Linked DNA regions of Muntiacus reevesi: region 2 is linked to region 1. Evidence: chromatin contacts called from public Hi-C data. All regions are on one chromosome and are shown on one strand. The core of a region is the stretch at or near the end of the contact, and the rest is flanking DNA. Distances in the headings are between cores, read along the strand shown.

Region 1 (5,634 bases), core at 363-2,862:
TGGAAAAGAGACAACAGAAGACAATACAACTACCCAGAAAACCACCTTTTAAAGGCTTTAGGAGAAAGATCTGAGAAGCAAAGCCCTAACAGTATGGTACTTTGCAAGTGCTAATCCTTTAAGCTACATAGGATTAAACCCATTCTTGTTTATATTTACACTAAGATAGTCGAAGATAATTTCCACAACTACAGGCATTTTAAATCATCATATATTTGCTCTAGGCTAGGTGTTAAGCTACAATGTAATTTAAATTTGCATACACAAAAACTATCAATTCCAACCTTATTAGAACTGCGCCAAAATACTGTTTTGGAAAAGACAAGCCTTTATTACAAAATGAAAGTCACAACATTTAGCAGAAATCATGAGGTTTGGTATAGATATTCCCTAAACCCTCTTAGCAAGTTACTAAGCACTTCCTTTCTTTGGCTCAGACGGCCAAGAACCTGCCTGCAATGCAGGAGGCCTAGGTTTGATTCCTGGGTTTAGGAAGATCCCCTGGAGAAGGGAATGGCAATCCAGTATTCTTGCCTGGAGAATACCAAGGACAGAGGAGCCTGGCAAGCTGTACAGCCCATAGGGTCGCAAAAAGTCGGACACGACTGAACGACTAACACAAAGCACTTCCTCTCTCTGACACTACTCCTCCGGCTCCAAGTTTTACACTGGTTTTTAGTTCCATAAATAAAAAGTTTTAAAAATAGGCTCAATTAAAAAAACAAAAACTACTTTATTACTTAACTTTATCTAGAAGGTCTTGAACCTAGGCAAAAGTGTGAAATCAGGATTTAAATATTTCATATTGGAGGCTGTACTTAAATGTACGCTCAAATGTACTTAAATGTACGCTTATAAAAGCGAAAGCTGAAGCCATAGCTTAAATGTACGCTTAAATGTACTTAAATGTACGCTTACAAAAGCGAAAGCCGAGGCCATAGCTTAATAAATTTGACAACAATGCAAACAAAAGTCAGATACCCGATACAGATCTTTTCCGCGTACTAAGACTGACGCCAAAACAGCCACCGGTGGCATCATCCATCTTTCCTTTACGAGCCATCCATGTGAGCAAACGTGCCCAACTGCGGCCCCGCAAGGGAAACACCGAGTTGTCTGCGAAAACCACGGTCGGGAGCGAGGAGCAAGTTAACCCGCAACGTTCCCAGCCGCGGCGGGAACGCTGTGTGAACTTTCTATTCCTTCACGACCGAGTTCGACCAGAAAAGGGGGACTGCCGAGAGACACGGGGGCGTGCGAGGCACGGGAACGCAAGCGCTGGTTCCAAGAGGGGCGCTGAACCTGGAGAAGGCACCTCTAGGACCGCCCGGGAGCGAGAGAAGGCAGCGCCGACGGCGGAGAGCCCGGGCGGCGGCGGCGGGGAGCCCACGGGCCGGCCCCGAGCAGCGGCGGCCCGGACGTCGCCCAAGCGCGGGGGCTGGGGGGGGCCTTCCGAGGCGACGCCGCATCCCGCCCCCGCCCTCGGCTCACCGTGTCCGAGTCGGTGTTGAGGTGCTGGAAGGCGAGCGCGCCGAGCACAAATCCGGAGAGCACCGCCGACGTGCTCTCGCCCTCCATGCTTCCGTCGCCGCCGCGCGACTCCAGGGGGCGGGGCGTGGGCGGGGCCGAGTGAGGAGGCGGAGTCGCCCGAGGAGGCGGGTCTGCGCCTGCGCAGTGGCCACGGCGCGCTCCGCGGGGTCGCGGGCCGGCGGGCGAGGCTTGGGCGCCCTCTGGTGGGGATGCCGCGGTGAAGAGGTTGTAACTGGTGCTCAGGTCCGTCTTTCTGGGTGTTGGGCAACTGCTCTGTCCAGGGCCAGGAATAGCGCCTTAGCAGCTAACTGCTTCTGAGGGGCCCTGGCATAGATGCGAAAGTATGGGAAATGAAAACAGCTGACAGAATAGAAGCATTGCCTAGTGGCATAATAACACAATGGAAATGCCACGTTTGGAGCTTTCACAGTGTCAGATGCTACGCTTTACCATTTGAAACTTCTAGAATACTAATGACAATGTCAGAGAATGTCTCTTCTAGAACTCTCTAGTGATGTTTCATCTCGTGGAGTGAGGGAGGGAGATGGATTTCTCTGAGTGTTCGCTTTTAGAAAATTGAGAACTCAATTCAAAGAATATACAGACTGTTTAACCTTGTTCTGACAAGTTAATGATAGTTACAGACATACTGATGATCATTTGATAAGGGTGCTACAGAAACCAGTAATCGAGAAACCAAGCCCCAGAGTCAGAGAGCTGGAGAACTCAGGTTGATTACGCCAGCGGGCCCAGAGGAGTTAACGCTCCAAGCTCTGAGCCCGGAACAAAGGGGTTACAGAGCTTTTATACACAAACTATAGTGGGCAACACTAGCTGCTAATAGGCTGGTTTAAACTAAGGGGTTTTGCACACACGGAAACGGTGGTCAAGATGGGGAGGGGGCTGCCTGACCTTTACATGGACAGGCATGATTAAGCAGGTTTGCAGGGGCTGGACAATTGCAAAGAGCAGGACAAGGATGACCGAGATAAGCTCCAGTTCCTAGTATTGTAAGTCCCCACTTTCTGAGACTATATGACCTATGTGATCCAGACTTTGCAAGGAGCAAGCTGAGTTACAGAGGAAGATTGAGCAGGAGATTATGTAAAATTTTAACTTGTCTTCAAGGGGAATAGGAAGATTATGAATTAACAATTTTCCACACATGATATATAAAGCTATGGTTTTTAAATGAAAGCTAGCTATATATCAGACTACTGAATTAAATTAATATTGCTTGTTTCTGGGTTTTGTTGTGTAGCAGCCATATTTGACTAACATAGTGAAGACATGTACAGCATTAGAAGTTATGTTTTTTCTCTAAAATTAAGTTTTTGCTGTTGTCTCAGCAAAGTCACTGTTAATACAAAAAGATTTTCACTTAAGTTGTATTTTATAGGTAGTAATGATCTAAAGGATTAAAAACTTTTTTTTAAAGTTTGTCCAAGACATTGAAAGTAAACCCTCACATACAAGAGTGAATGATTTTTGACATGATTGCCAAGACAATTCATTGGGGAGGGACAGGTTTTTCAATAAATGCAAAAGAATGTAATTAAACCCTTACTTTATGCCATATACAACAATTGGCTCAAAAGGAATGAAATACCTAAATGAAAGACCTAAAACTAGCATTCTTAGAAGAAAACATGGGGGGAATCTTCATGACAGTGGATTTGGCCATGATTTTTTTGTGTGTAACACCAAAGGGAAAAAAAAGATGAATTTTATTAAAAACTTTTGTCCATCAAACGACATTATCAGGAGAGTGAAAAGGCAACCTACAGAAAAGAGAAGTATTTGTGAATCATGTATCTGATAAGGGATTAATATCCAGAATATATATAAAGAATATATGTAATATATATTGAATATATATTCAATGACAGCAGAAAAAAATTAGCAAAGGATTTGAGTAGACTTTTCTGTAAAGAAGATGCACAGGTTTCTAAGGTGGTGCTAGTGGTAAAGAATCCAGCTGCCAATGCAGGAGACACAAGAGACCTGATTTGATCCCTGGGTCAGGAATCCTTGGAGTAGATAAAGGCAACCCGCTCCAGTATTCTTGCCTGGAAAAATTCCATGGACAGAGGAGCCTGGTGGGCTACAGTCCATGGGGTTGCAAAGAGTTGGACACGACTGAGTGACTGAACATGCACTCAACAAGTACATGAAAAAATACTTAACATCACTAGTCATTCAGTTCAGTTCAGTTCAGTCGCTCAGTCATGGCCGACTCTTTGCGACCCCATGAATCGCAGCACGCCAGGCCTCCCTGTCCATCACCAACTCCCGGAGTTAGTCATTAGGATAATGCAAATCAAAACCATAATGGCCCACCGTATAGCATTCTGTATTAACTTAAAAGGGAAAAGAAGCTGAAAAAGAATAGATACTTGTATATGTATAACTGATTCATTTTGCTGTATACTTAAAACTAACACAACATTGTTAATCAACTATACTCCAATATAAAATAAAAATTAAAAAACAAAAATGGTGGCACAATGGACATGAATCCACTTGCTAGTGCACGGAACACGGCTTCGATCCCTGGTTCAGGAAGATTCACACGCAAGGAGCACCTGAGCCCATGTGCCTTAACTACTGACCTGAGCGCTGCAACTACTGAAGCCCGTGAGAGAAACCACCGCAATAAGAAGCCCGAGCACCACAATAAAGAGTAGCCTTCGCTCATCACAACTAGAGAAAGCCAGAGCAAAAAGCAGCGAAGACCCAGCACCGCCAAAAATAAATAAATAAAATCATATCTTTAAAAAAAATGCCAAAAACTTTAATGATGGACCGCATCATACTCATTAGGATAGCAATGGTATAGTAAAAAATACATTTGATTTTGTTCCTGCATCCAAGAACAGAATTCCTAAAATCCTTGTCGTCTCTAGCATGACAGTAGTGTCTTCTGTATGCTAACGTGATTGTTGGGGAGTGAGAGGGGTGGGCTAGATAGCTTTAAGGATGGGAGCTAGTTTCCAGAAAGAGGAAGCCTTGATTAGAGGATTGGAACTTTTAGCCGCACTCCTGACTTCTTCTCTGGAGAAGGGAATGACAACCCACTCCAGTACTCTTGCCTGGAGAATTCCAAAAACAGAGAAGCCTGGTGGGCTACAGTCCATGGGGTCAAAGAGAGTTGGACATGACTGAGTGACTCACACTGACTTCTTAAGTGAGAGCGGCTGGAGATTGAGTTTACATCACTAATAGGGGATGATTTAATCAACTGTGCCTAAGTAACGAAACTACCGCTAAAACTAAAGAATGGGGTTCCAGGTTAAAGACTTGAATGTCAGGCCTAAAACAATTAAACTCATAGGAGAAAACATAAGCGGTGCATTCTTTGACATCAGTCTCAGCAATACCTTTCTAGACACTTTTCCTCAGGCAAGAGAAACAAAAGCCAAATTAAACAAATAGGCTCCCTCATCCCCAGACTGTTTTACCCACTCCTGTGCACTAGGTGTTGGAGCTTGAGCCTAAGGAAGGATCCTGTTTTGTCAAATTTTTATGTTGATTTGTCTGCCTGACTATTGATTGCCCCAGGCCATGCTAGGTCGGGGTTCTCATTCAATTCTTTTCTTTCCAGCTTTTAAAAAGTTCCTCCAAACTGGGTTAAATAGAGCCGACTTGTTGGGGGCATTTTAATGTTTCGGGACCCTCAGGGTCCACCTGGTCCACCCAAGCTTCCTTTTCTCAGCTCCAAATAAAATGTACATTTTATTCATCCCATTTCTTAACAACCACCTGAAAATTTCCACCTTATGGAGTCCCTTGGCTCTTCCCTCTGCCTCCCCCCATTTTCCTCTTCACTAATTAAGAGGTCTCGGAGATGCCTTGACATAGGAGCCTCATGCACTGCAGCACCAGCATCCTGGTGAAGCCCTAATATGGGCTGCAATTAGATTGAGAAAATACTGTAGAGAAGTGGAAGAGTTGATGTCTTCTCATTTATATCTTATAGCTTTAAAAATGCTTTTATATTAAAGGTATCAACCTTGTCTGTCAAATATTGAAAGTATTTTTTTCCCAGATTGCTTTTAACTTTTACTTGCATTTAAGGTAAACTGTTTTTAATACGGAAGCTTT
Region 2 (5,807 bases), core at 2,032-4,531, 160 kb before region 1:
ACATGGGTTCGATCCCTAAATCCAGAAAGATCCCACATGCCACAGAGCAACGAAGCCTGTGTGCCACAACTATTGACCCTATGCTCTAGAGCCCGAGAACTCCCACTACTGAGCCCACGTGCTGAACTACTGAAGTCTGTGGGCCTAGAGCCTGTGCTCTGCAACAAGAGAAGCCAGCAGAGTGAGAAGCCCACGCACCACAACCAGAGAGAAGGCCCTGCTCGCTGCAACTAGGGAAAAACCCACACAGCAACCAAGACCCAGCACGGTCAAAAATAAATAAACAAAAATTATAAAACCATACACATAATACCCACAAAAGAAGAATTTAAGCAAAGAAAAATCAAATCTGGAATTCTACTACTGTCAATTTATTACTCTTGGCAAACAGTAGGGGCTCAAAAAAATGCTTGCTGAATGAATTCTAATAGTACTGAGACTGCCCGGGTGGCGCTAGTGGTAAAGAACCTGCCTGCCAATGCAGGAGACGTAAGAGACCTGGGTTCGACTCCTGAGTTGGGAAGATCCCCTGCAGGAGGGCATGGCAACCCACTCCAATATTCTTGCCTGGAGAGTCCCATGGACAGAGAAGCCTGGCAGGCTATGGTCTGCAGGTTCACAAAAAGTCAGACACAACTGACGCGACTTAGCACACAGCACAGTACTGAGACTGTTACTAGGTTGTCTGAAAAGTCCTACTGTCATCTTATTTAGAACCAAAGCAAGCAGGCAGGTATCCTCCTAACATACCTAATACTATTTACCCAATCTTCTCCAATTCCAGTTTCTCAAGTAATGGCTAACGTTCTTGTACATTTATTATGTCAAGCACTGTTCTAAGGACTTGACACTTATTAACGAATTCTCACGACAACTTTACAAAGTCAGTATTCTTAGTATTTTCATTTTACAGATGAGACATGAAGGCCCAGAGGGGTAAAGTAACTTACCAGAGGTCCCTCAAGTGAGCAGAGTGAAGACTCAAAGAAGTCTGGCTCTAGAGTTTTACTCGTATATAAACTCTTTACAGTCTTATTATGTGGTCCAGCTTCTAAGGGAGAAGCCAGAGATTTATGGAAATGGGACTTAGAGCAGTTGCTGATATTAGATGCCCATAAGCCTACACTACGGCTCTGTGACATAGATCCCAACAATAGAATAACAACGATTAGGTTTCAGGTTAGAACTAGGCTTAAAATTTTATGCCTATCAACTTGAATCTGGCCCCCAAACGTCACAGGTCATGATGGCAGGACTGTGCCTATCATTTAATTGACTTTTACACTTTAATTGCTGATTGTTATAAATGCTTAGTGCTCTGATCTCAAATGATAGTGATTAAATCTAGAATACAAAAAAGAAGGCCTAATTTGGGGGTCTTAGCTGAGCAAAGGTGGGGACTATATCTAGGCATTTGAATGTATTTATCATCCATGCAATGGTACATGCCGTCAGCCAGATTACCTAGAGTTCAGCCTCCACCCCTCTCTCTCCTCTGTCCATTCTTATTCCGTCCAGCTCTTAACCAGCCTTGATGCCCACTATTCTCTATGCTCAACTGGGGTTCCAGACGAGCTTATGTCCTTAGTGTACCAACCCTCTACCCTTGAGTCGTTGCAAAAATAATTCCCCCACCAATGAGGAACTCTTTCCTCCTCTGCAAGATCTACCTGTCCTTTGAGGCAGGGGTCCCCAATCTCTGGGATCTAATGCCTGATGACCTGAGGTGAAGCTGATGTCAGAATTATAGAAATAAAGTACACAATAAGTGTAATGCACTTGAAAAGTGAAGTGAAAGTGAAAGTCGCTCAGCTGTGTCCAACTCTTTGCGACCCCATGGACTAAAGACTCTGTGGAATTCTCCAGGCCAGAATACTGGAGTGGGTAGCCCTTCCCTTCTCCAGGGGATCTTCCCAATCCAGGAATTGAACCCAGGTTCCCACATTGCAGCTGGATTCTTTACCAACTGAGCCACCAGGGAAGCCCAAAATGCACTTGAATCATCCCCAAACCATGCCACTCTCCCACAACCCCCAACACTGGGAAAAACTGTCTTTCTCGAAACCAGTCCAAAAATGTTGGGGACCACTGCTTTGAGGTACACTTTCTTCTCAACTTTTTCCAGCAATGAAGATTCACAATAATTATTCTTTTCCTGCTGTACTTACTATCTGTATCACTTATATGTGATCCCATACTTTCCCAACTCACCCAATACTTTTTTTTTTTTAACCAGACTGGGAGTTCTGTGAAAGGACAAAGTTGCCACAGCTCTTTCTATCCCTAAGGCTAGGCGATGCTGTAGGACTTCAGTCTTTCAATATTACTGCCAGGCTCTTCTAGACATTAGAAATAAAAGTCCCATGTAAGTGGAGTTTACGCTGTATTGGAAAAATGTATCAACCAATAAATGTATAAGGCTAGCGACGAAGGTTATGAAGAAAAATGAGAGGTAAAGAGAGAAGTGAAAGGTGAATACGTTACACAGAAAATTCAAGGAACTTCTCCCTTAGGAGGCGACCGTGAGCTGATAAGTAGTACACAAGTGCAAAGCCTGCAGCATTCGAATGAATTAAATCTTTGTGCTACAAACAGTGTAGGGCAAAGAACTAAGAAACTCAGCATCATCCGGTCTGGCTCTCCAAAGAACCTTGGTTTCCTCTGCATTTGCTGGGGGGGCCTTGCAGCATTATGGGAAAGATGAAACACACTGAATGTGGAAGTGCTTGCACACTGCAAATCTGCGCAAATGCAGGGATGCGGGCACGGAATTTCCGCTCGATTCACAACTTACAAACACGGTCTGTGGAATGAGCGGAGTTTCTGCCCCGCTCCGGGGCTCAGGATTCAGGGAGGCGTGACAGCCGGCCGGGCACTTCGGAGATCGCCCTGTTCGGGTTTCTCGAGGGTAACGAGCACCTGGAGGCCAGGCCGCGGCTTTCGGGCTTCATTTCCACGACGCCCGCAGCCCCCGGACCGCCGCGTCCGTCCGCACTCACCTATGGGCTTGTCCAACCGCATGAGGCGCAGGTAGGGCTGCAGAGGGCGGGGAGCCGAGTTCACGACCGCGGCTGCAGACAGGCTCAGCGGACGCCCGCGCGGCCCCCGCCCGGCCGACGGCTGCCAGTCCGCCGCGTGGGGCCCGCGGACCGCGTGCACCAGGGCCAGTGGGCGGCCGCGCGCGCCCCACAGCCATGCCTGCGTCCCAGCCCGCAGGGCCCGCGCGAGTCCCGCGCCGCCCACGCCCAGCATGGCGCTCGGCAGAGCCTGGACCCGCAGGGGCCTGACGTCATTCCCGAGCGTCAGGTCAGCGGCAGGCTGCGCGGTGACGTCAGCGGGATGACCGTCCGCGTCGGTCCGGCCCCACAGCCCAGTGGCCTGCCTGATCCTTGGAGTAACGTGAAATGGAACGTGTCGCGGTCACCTAGCGCTGTGAAGGAGTTCCTCAGAGAAAGGAATTCCTGGTATCAAAATACGTAGCAGTTATTTTAGGGAAAAGTAAAATAAAACCACCTGAGAAAAATCTACTGAAGCCCAATACTGGTTTGCAGTAGCAGCGGTTTCCTTTTTAAAGCTAAAAGGTCACCAAGCGGCCAAAAGCCAAGAATGTAAACTAAAGCCATATTCAGGGTTAAGGGACGTTCATTGCGCAAATGAAAACCTTAAATTCAGAGTTCGTATAACCCAGAGGCAGCGAGTGTATGGGGTCCTGTGAGCTTGCAGCTGGAACATCTGGTCTGAGCACTTTTCCTGGTCAACTCCTGGGGGGCGCTGGGTCCAGGCCCCTTGACAGGCACTTTACATGTATTATCCCATGTAATCATTAGAGTGACTGTGGGCAAGTCTCGCGTTTGAATTTTAGTGGTCTAGGGAATTAGGTTAGTCTTTAAGTGCCTATCTTTAAAACCCCGATCAGTAATTCAGTGATATCTTGAGTCTCCACTGCTGGTGGCCTAGGAAGTAGCCCTTAATAAATTTAGGAAACTAGTTCACAGTTAGTTCAATAACTCCGGAAGCTTGCTCAAACTCATGTCCATCCAGTCAGTGGTGCCCTCCAACCATCTCATCCTCTATCTTCCCCTTCCAGCATTATGGGAAAGAAGAAACATAATGAATGTGGAAGGGCTTCCATACTGAACACTTTGTTCAATTGTAGACAGCGGGATCCAGGCACTGGGAAATTTTATTCGATATTTGTAAAGGAAAAAACACACATTCTCCCATACCTGTTTATTCTCAACTACAGCACTATATGACTTGTGACACCAGACACGTGGATTTTCCATACATCAAATGCTTCTGCAACACCGAAGTGTCCTGAAATTTTACTCAATTCTGGCGCTCTCTAGCTGGAGTTTGCATCAGTTCCCACAGGTGTTAGACTGAGTCCTATAAGATTGTTGATAGCCCCCTTTCAGTGAAAGTGGCTCAGTTGTGTCTGACTCTTTGGGGCCCCATGGACTGTAAGCCACCAGGCTCCTCCTCCCATGAAATTCTCTAGGTAAGAATACTGGAGTGGGTTGCCATTTCCTTCTCCAGGGGATGTTCCCAACCCAGGTATCAAACACAGGTCTTCTTCAGTGCAGGTGGATTCTTTACCTTCTGAGCAACCAGCGAAGCCCATCAAAAGTCCAGATTGTTACCTGTGCTTCTGACCTATCCTTGTTGGGGAGGAAAAAAGTTTTCCTCTGCCTCTCTAGGTTCTTTTGACTAGTCTCAGACTTAATTGACATGAGGCAGATTAATAAAAGAAAGTAAAATTTAATTACATTTGTAGGAGGAATCCTAACATGAGAACCCCCAGAGACAGTCAGGTAAAATGAGGTATATACAATCTCCTGGACTAAAGAGAAGGGGGCCTGGGACTTCAAAGAGAAAGAAGATATTTCACAGAGAGAATGAGAAGAGCAAATGTTTGGTAAATAAATATTTGCTGGGCCATATAGAAATAATAGGACACAGAATTTTATTTTTTTATTGAATGTTTTTTAAATGAAGTTTTATTTATTTATTTTTATTTTATTTTGGTCGTGTGTGCATGGCTTGTGGGATCTTAGTTCCCTGGCCAGGGATTGAACCTGTGGCCCCTGCAGTGGAAGCTGAAGTCCTAACCCCATGACAGCCAGGGAGTTCCCCAGACAGAGAATTTTAGCAAACAGATTTTGTTAGGTTCCTCCCTGTCTACCAAACCTAGCTCACATTGTACTGAACTTATCTATGGTGATAGCTCCCTTCCTGGAACACATCCTCTCCAGTTTATAGGCAGTTGGAGAGGGAAGGAAGTAAAAGCTCTTCCTGATCCATTTGTTTTTTTTAAAAAAACAACCAGTCTACAGTAATCCTCATGCCAAAGAGATGTATTTTGGGATGATAAATTTTGCTCTCAGGTGGAGGTGGCACAGTGGTGAAAGAATCCACCTGCCAACACAGGGGACTCAAGAGACACAGGTTCGATCCCTGGGTCAGGAAGATCGCCTGGAGCAGGAAATGGCAACCCACCCCAGTATTCTTGCCTGGAAAATCCCACGGACAGAGGAGCCTGGTGGGTTGCAGTCCATGGGGTTGCAAAGAGTCAGACGTGACTGAGAATGCATGCATTTGCCATTGTCATACTGGCTATAAATCGGAGGTTCCCAAGACCCAGATTAATTTACTAGAGTGACTCAGAGAACTTAGGAAAATGTTTCACTCACCAATTATCAGTTTTGCTTTTTTTTTTTTTTTAATAAAAGAACATAACTATGAAACAGCCAGATGGAAGAGATGAATAGGGCAAGCACAGAGCTTCCACTTTCTCTAGACAGATA

Evidence for each region. A called contact is a pair of places that touch in the nucleus more often than the background predicts.
Region 2: a contact with region 1 is called in a Hi-C map of muscle, with 5 times the contacts expected there. The contact joins the promoter of COQ2 here to the promoter of ABRAXAS1 in region 1. A contact is called at or near these places in 2 of 3 Hi-C or Micro-C datasets (blood and muscle).

Annotation. Positions count from the first base shown.
Region 1 is chr22:18,211,263-18,216,896 of mMunRee1.1, reverse strand. ABRAXAS1 (abraxas 1, BRCA1 A complex subunit) reads right to left here and starts at 1,612. Exons shown (of 10, transcript XR_010660306.1): 1 at 1,492-1,612.
Region 2 is chr22:18,370,668-18,376,474 of mMunRee1.1, reverse strand. It overlaps COQ2 (coenzyme Q2, polyprenyltransferase), which reads right to left and starts at 3,281. Exons shown (of 7, transcript XM_065914491.1): 1 at 3,000-3,281. The coding sequence starts at 3,252.